2 separate regions of the Bombyx mori genome follow, and region 1 is linked to region 2. A link is a contact called in public Hi-C data. All regions are on one chromosome and are shown on one strand. The core of a region is the stretch at or near the end of the contact, and the rest is flanking DNA. Distances in the headings are between cores, read along the strand shown.

Region 1 (3,440 bases), core at 508-3,007, 660 kb before region 2:
TAACTAAGTTTCAATTGAAATAAATAGATTTTAAAGCCGTCTGTCCAATTTTTATACATATTAGATTAGTGGACGAGGTCTAGGCCCCCTTATGTTAAGTGGTGACCAGTCTTTAAAGGTCACAATTTGAATGTCACCCAAAAAAAAAAAAAAAAGGATTGCCGTGATAGTGTCGTATTACGGTCTTAACACCCATCAAGCCGTGCGGGCCCACACCGCCCTCTACTACTAGTAAATGCGGGCTAGTGATCGCATCATGCCTAATGCTGATACACACGCATCCACACAGATACAGACAAACACATATTCTATACAAAAATTTGCAGATCAGTGACTATTCGTTCTAACATATTTAATTGAATCAAAGCTATTTTTCAGTATTATTCGTAAATAATCTGGAATGAAATCCTCCACAGTGTTTCTTGAGCGCTGCGTCATGTCTTATTTATGCGTAAGTTAAAAAAGTCCTATAGCGCGAAACAGTGACTTAGCCCCGTATCTTCGTATATCTTCGAAGACAACAAGAAACCACAGTAAAAATCCAATCACGACAATTTTCATATGTAGCTTTAATATAGTTTTAAATCACATATAGATCTAAATATATGATACGTATAATATTAATGTTAATTTTCTCTCAAAGTATATAAAGTGTATCTCATCTTAACAGATTATAAGAAGAAGCGTAATAAAAAATAATTATAAATATTTATGTCATAAAATTTTGTATCCGACTGTACACGAGTTTGTTATTAGGTCGATTGATGCTGACAAAATTAATGCACATAAATAAGGCGAACGAGGACTCGGGAAATAGGTACATAAAATGTTATTAATACCTAAATTGTCATTGCCGGAAAAGTGTTTGACTTTTATTTTATTTTACAAAAAAAATATGGGTAGATGAACCACGGCCCATTTGTTGTTTGTTCGTCTTTTATTTATTTATAATTAATTAAACAAATGATCACCTGATCTGTTTTTGTTGAAATGATAATTATTTATAAGTTCAAGAAATATATTGCAGGGACATTTAGTAGAAATTCATTTAATATGGAAGAATAAACTTATTAGATAAAATACCTTATGTTTCATATTTAACAATACAAATGAATCTGAATAAAAAAAACCAAGCCTTGTAATATATATCAATCAAGATACTTCTCGATAATAATAATAAAGTTAATATAGACGTAAATAAATATTTTTTTTAAATAAAATCCTGTTTATAGAGTATAAAGTGATCATCTGCTTAGTTAATTAACAAACAAACGACGAACAATTAAAAATAAAAAATAAACCGAAAATCAAACAAAAGGTGGCGTGAGGTGATTGATGGTTTGCTTATTAGATATAAAATAAATAAGAATTGGGAATTTAATTGTTTTTATGATCGAACAATCGCCAATAGTCATCGAACAATCGATAATTGATCAAAATTAATTAATCTGAGCGATAAAAATAAAGATATCAGTAAAGGAGGCCAACTTAAGAGTGAACATTTGTTTAATTCATTATAAATAAATAAAAGACGGACAATAAATATTTAAATTCGAACATTAACGAACAAACGACGAAGAAATAACTAAAAATTAAAAAAAATCCGAAAATCAAAAAAAAGGAGACCAAATTCAATGTCCCTGCCGTTTTAAAATTAAGATAAGTGTATTATCTATATCCCTGACTGACGTATCTATAAGTATTCTCTAATATTAAGTGTATAATCTATGTTTAAGTATTCTATGTATGTACGCGTGACTTTTTGGCGGGAACGCGAGAAATGAAGTTGTGTGATTTGTTTTATTTTGTCTATTTAGTGTTTCTTCGGGTTTAAATGTGTAATAATGGTGGTTTATTAACCGTTTAATATCTGTGAAAGTGCACAAATGTGGGAAAATGAAACAAAGCCGCTGGACGTAGCTTCTTGGGATTCTCCAAAAAGTCCACTGAAAAATCTTAGTAAATGACCACCATTTTACTAAGATTAGATTTCATCTCATAGCATCTCATTTAATTTCATCCCAGTTGATTAATGTCTCAAATTAATCATTTTCATTTCATTTCGCTCCATAATATTATAATAATTTTTCATAAAATTAAGAATATAGATTGAAATAAGACATGACTTAAAGGTCTCAGTTACCAGGTCATAAAATCTCTTAAAAAAAAAATTATGTACGCGTATGTATGTAAATAATGGAACATTAAAATATTTAAAATATGTGAGTATTTCGTCGTTCTTCACATTGCTAAATTAATAATCAACGCTTATGTACGTGAAAGAAATTGACGTTTTTATCTGGACTGTCATGTCGTAATAGGTTAAGGATCATATTTAAATAGCGCGCTTTATCTCGTTTTATCTATTTATTGATATTTATAATGTTTAGAACGAGCCGAGGGTTGTTCGCTGCTGTGAATTACAGTAGTCTATCGAGGAGTGTGAAAATAGAACATTTTATTCGACAATTGAGTGTTTGTCGTACAATGGCAGAAAAGTTTCGATTGCCGGAACGTTATGGAGCTGGTGAGAAAAGCGTATGGTACGTTTACAATTAAACTTATTATCTGTAGTAAAAAGTATATTTTTTCAATCGGTTTTTACTATTAATTCGCATCACAAGTACTCACAACTCCTAACTATATCCAAGAAAACAATTTGTTGTTAAACTGTACTATAATAACTACTATTACGTAAACATTTAACGTTGTTTGGTCAACAGATCATCGTTCTCGTCGAACCCGTAGCTCGCGACGAACGGCTCGGCGAATTAATTAACCCACAGACACAGCCCACTGAGTTTCTCGCCGGATCTTCTCAGTGAGTCGCGTTTCCGATCCGGTGGTAGATTCTGCAAAGCACGGCTCCTGCTAGGGTTCGTGTTAGCAACAACGTCAGATTTGAGCCCCGTGAGTTCACCTACTCGCCTGATGACGTTGATAGGGTCTCTCAAGACCATCAGCTTAGGTAGGAAAAAAAAGGTCAACAGAATGCTTAATTACCATATCGTTTGGTAGGCAGCGGCTTGACTCTACCCCTGGCATTGCTGACGTGCGTGAGCGACGGTATCCACTGACAATCGGTATCCACTGACCGTATGCTTGTCTGCATATACGGCAATAAAACAAGATCACACTTTGCAGTTTTAATATTTTAACCATAAAATAATTAAATACTGAAGTATTTTTATGTATTTTGCATTAATTATTATGCTTGGTATTTACTGAATTTTATGTCTATTTCATTTTCCTAAATTTTTATTTAAAAATGATGTTAAATTTACTAACTTTATCCAATTGCAAAGTTTTCTAATTGGTAAGTACTTTGTATCAATATAAAAGGAACTAGAGATAGGATTTTAAAGTAATTTGGCTATGGGGTTCTCCGATTATCATCTCATTTTAGAAAGAAAATATCTTGCCCAAAATTGCTTGGGAAC
Region 2 (3,744 bases), core at 642-3,141:
CTATACGAGCGAAACACTTCTCGAGGATCGGTCTGCTGTCCAAGACCACTGTGTACAGCATCATGAGAGAAAGACCCTCGGTGGTGTTGCACATCGCCAACACCGTCGTGCGGAGACTGTCGCCGTTCGTGCGCCAAGTGGACTTCGCTCTGGATTGGGTGAGACCCTTAAAACAAATATTAGATCAAACACACCGGCTTTTCTTCCAGGAACAACTATTAATGTTGATATAGACAGATGTACTTTCATCCTAATGCAAAGTGTTTGGCCCAGTTAGTAGTTATCGGGACGGGAATGCATACGATCAACTTGACACATACAGTTGAATTTCGGCCTAGTGCTGATAGAACATATGAGATTGGTACCGTCTGCCTATTTCTGTTGCAAAATTTATGCATTTCGGTTTAACAGATAGATAAAGGCGCATGGTTTATTTTACAATTAGGGTATTTTTATCATGTTACATGTCATGGCCCGGCCAACGTCGGCCGTGTATATCTGCTGTTATAAATACAAAAGTGTATTCATGAGACTTTGTGATTTTACGTACGAACGGATCTTCAAAACGGCTTGTAGTAAACGAACTACAGAGGGTGATAAGCGACTCTTTATCTTTTATCTTTGGAAACGAAAAGGTGTTTAATTATTTCTGAACTGCAAATTTAATGCAGTTGTAGCCGCGGGGCAGGTCCACTAAATAAAGTACTCGAACGAATCATTTTATTTTACTTAACTTACTAAAACATTCTATTTAGTTTGGGTTCTCAATCACACAATTCAATCTCTAAAAACCATTGCTCCATCATTCGCATTGGCAATTTTTTTGACACCATGTTCCATTAGTTCCATTTCTTTATCTAAAACGTTTTTATAGCCTTTCTCAACATTGGTATTTTTTCCATTAATATTCCTTCCGTACTTATCCGTAGCTTCGCTGACAGCATTGTAAGCTTCAACGATATTTTTCTCTGCATTACTGAGGCTGTTTCGAAATTCCTGTTGTGAGTTCCTGTTCATGGAATTTATATTATTTTTGTTCATATAAAAATCACCCCTAAATTTATCTATCTGTTCGTTGAAGGTTTTATAACCATATTGGAAATTCTCATCAATTTTGTCGACGGTATTATGGAAATTACTTTGTGTGTTTTTATTCATAGGGTTTACAGAATCTTGTACTTGATTAAAAGTATCTTTGGCTTGGGCGCTTAAGTGTCTCGCGTCGGCAGCTCGACCTAGATTGTCGAAATTTGCTCTTACGTCCAACATCCCTGCGCCATCAGTAGTTTCACTGTGCTTTTCTTCAGTTATATTACGACGAATAGCCACTAGTCGGTCCTTGAACGCGTCGAGAAAGTCAATGAGGTTCGAAACAGGCCTTTTATCTTCTTTGCCGAATATATACTTGTTCAAGCTGTCTCTGATGGGTCTAGTTTTATCCACGTAATCTATTTGAGTTTTGTTAAACACTTCTAATGGCTTAAGTTCGTGTCCGACGAATAGTTCTTTGAATGACATCACTCGATATTTCACTCTGTCGATCATGCCTCCAACAAATCCTCTATCGGATTCATTTTTATTTTTATTTAATGAGAAAAATCCATGAATGTTTTCTCGAAAGCTGTGAATTCTTTCGTGAATATTACTTATGATTCCACCAATGATACCGTTATGCGTTTGAACACTGTCACCTGCTGGTCTTTTGTTATGGTGATCACCCAAGACGAGTCCTTTTCCAAATGACCACATGCTTCCCACTCCATTAGTAATAGATCCCGTAGTGCCCTTCACAGTATCTAGTACGCCGTCAATTATTCCACAATTACATTCCACAATAAATAATAATATAATTAAATGGAATATCTTCATTTTCGAGACGTTCTTGTTAAATCAATTATTTTATAGGAATGAGCAATCTCCGTGTAATGCGTTTGCCTCTTTTGACCTCTTTATGTATTGATAAAACTATCATGTTTATAAACATTTGGTTGCACTCATTATGTTAATTTGTACTTGATAGGTTGACAAACAACCTATGTTGTTTTTTATACTATAGTATTCGCCCAATAATTGGAATTGTACCACAATTACTGATTCGTCAAGATTTAGATTACTACTTTTTGTATTATAATTTTTTTTTTGTTTTGTTATTCTCATTTGAAAAAAACTGACTTTATTTTATTTTATTGCTTAGATGGGTGGACGAGCTCACAGCCCCCCCTGGTGTTGAGTGGTTACTGGAGACCATAGACATCTACAACGTAAATGCGCCACCCACCTTGAGATATAAGTCCTAAGGTCTCAGTATAGTTACAACAGCTGCCCCGCCCTTCAAACCGAAACGCATTACTGCTTCACGCAGAAATAGGCAGGGTGGTGGTACTAACCCGTGCGGACTCACAAGAGGTCCTACCACCAGTAAATGACTTTGTATTGTCGTCCCAGGTGTTTCTAGAGTCTGGCCGCGCGGTCTACCGCCAGGACGAGGAGTCGGGGTCTACTTTCATCGTGCTAAGCGGTCGGTTGAGATCTGTCATCACGCATCCGAATGGAAAGAAGGAACTCGTCGGCGAATATGGAAAAGGAGACTTAGTTGGAATAGTACGTTTTTTTCTTAATAGCCAGACGAGCCGTCACCTCTCCGATCGTGAATAGTCATCGTCGCCCATGGACAACAGCAATGCGACTCTTCAAAGCTCGTTTTAAGAACATGTCATTACGTCTGAGGCGCACCCTCAAAAGGAATTCATTCGAATTGAAGTAAATAAATACCATTATATTTACTGAAAGTGTCCTATAAAGGGTTTTAAATTTTAGTAGAGCCTTGCAGACCATTAGGCTACTTACAGCTATATACAAAATGTTACATATGAAAAAAAATGTACGTTAAAATTTTTTTTCATCATTCACGGTATATGAGCTCTTCTTCTCTGGTTTTAAGCGGAGATTAAGTCAGAGAATTTCTTCGTGAAGGACCCCAAAGAATTAACACTATATTTAATCTGGAACGGAAACTGTCATGTCTCTCTTAAAACGAATTTCTAACTTCATTAGTGTAGTCCGTAAAGTTGTTGTTGCAGAATTAAATGATTGTTGACGATGAGTTAATTGTCAGAGATGATGACGTCATTAACACGTGTTCGAAGTATCAGCTAGGGTCCGTAAAGTTGTGGTAGAACTGAATTATTGTTGACGATGAGTTAGCTACTTTGAGACTACTCTATAATATAATAGCATAATATAGTATATAGCTCATAGCACAACAATATCGCGCACCATATGTTGTTATGGACACGTTCACACTGCGTACATATATATTATTGGTTTACTATGTTATACTATATGGCACTGCAATATAGCGTAGTCTAAAGGCAGCTTTAGTTGTCGGAGCTGATGACGTCATGAATATGAGTTCGAAGCCTCAGTTAGGTGACCGTAAGACGTGGCTTCCTCCGAATTCAAATTTATTAAAATTTATTTTCGATTTTTTAAATGGATTTTCTATCAAAGCGTATATTATTAGTTTTTTTGAAACTATTTTTTTTTTCAACGTTTGTAATTTGCATTCGCCTGCGTCACAGGTGGAGATGGTGACGCAGACTCGTCGGAGCACAACGGTGATGGCGGTGCGGGACTCGGAACTGGCGAAGCTGCCCGAAGGCCTCTTCAACGCCATCAAGCTGAGGTTCCCGGTCGTCGTGACTAGGCTGATCAACTTGCTGGGACATAGGATTCTAGGTAGCT

Evidence for each region. A called contact is a pair of places that touch in the nucleus more often than the background predicts.
Region 1: a Hi-C map of posterior silk gland shows a contact between it and region 2, with 2.0 times the contacts expected there. The contact joins the promoter of LOC101742893 here to the promoter of bmp0909-12 in region 2. A contact is called at or near these places in 2 of 7 Hi-C or Micro-C datasets (middle silk gland and posterior silk gland).

The regions. Positions count from the first base shown.
Region 1 is chr15:3,204,669-3,208,108 of ASM3026992v2, reverse strand. It overlaps LOC101742893 (kynurenine aminotransferase), which reads left to right and starts at 1,757. Exons shown (of 9, transcript XM_004928586.2): 1 at 1,757-2,222; 2 at 2,391-2,543. The coding sequence starts at 2,488. It overlaps LOC119629537 (a long non-coding RNA gene), which reads right to left and starts at 267. Exons shown (of 3, transcript XR_009975097.1): 1 at 1-267.
Region 2 is chr15:2,544,451-2,548,194 of ASM3026992v2, reverse strand. It overlaps bmp0909-12, which reads right to left and starts at 1,891. Exons shown (of 1, transcript NM_001098313.1): 1 at 707-1,891. The coding sequence starts at 1,869. The coding sequence ends at 778. LOC101741635 (neuropathy target esterase sws) reads left to right here. Exons shown (of 28, transcript XM_062672402.1): 13 at 1-158; 14 at 2,446-2,601; 15 at 3,582-3,738.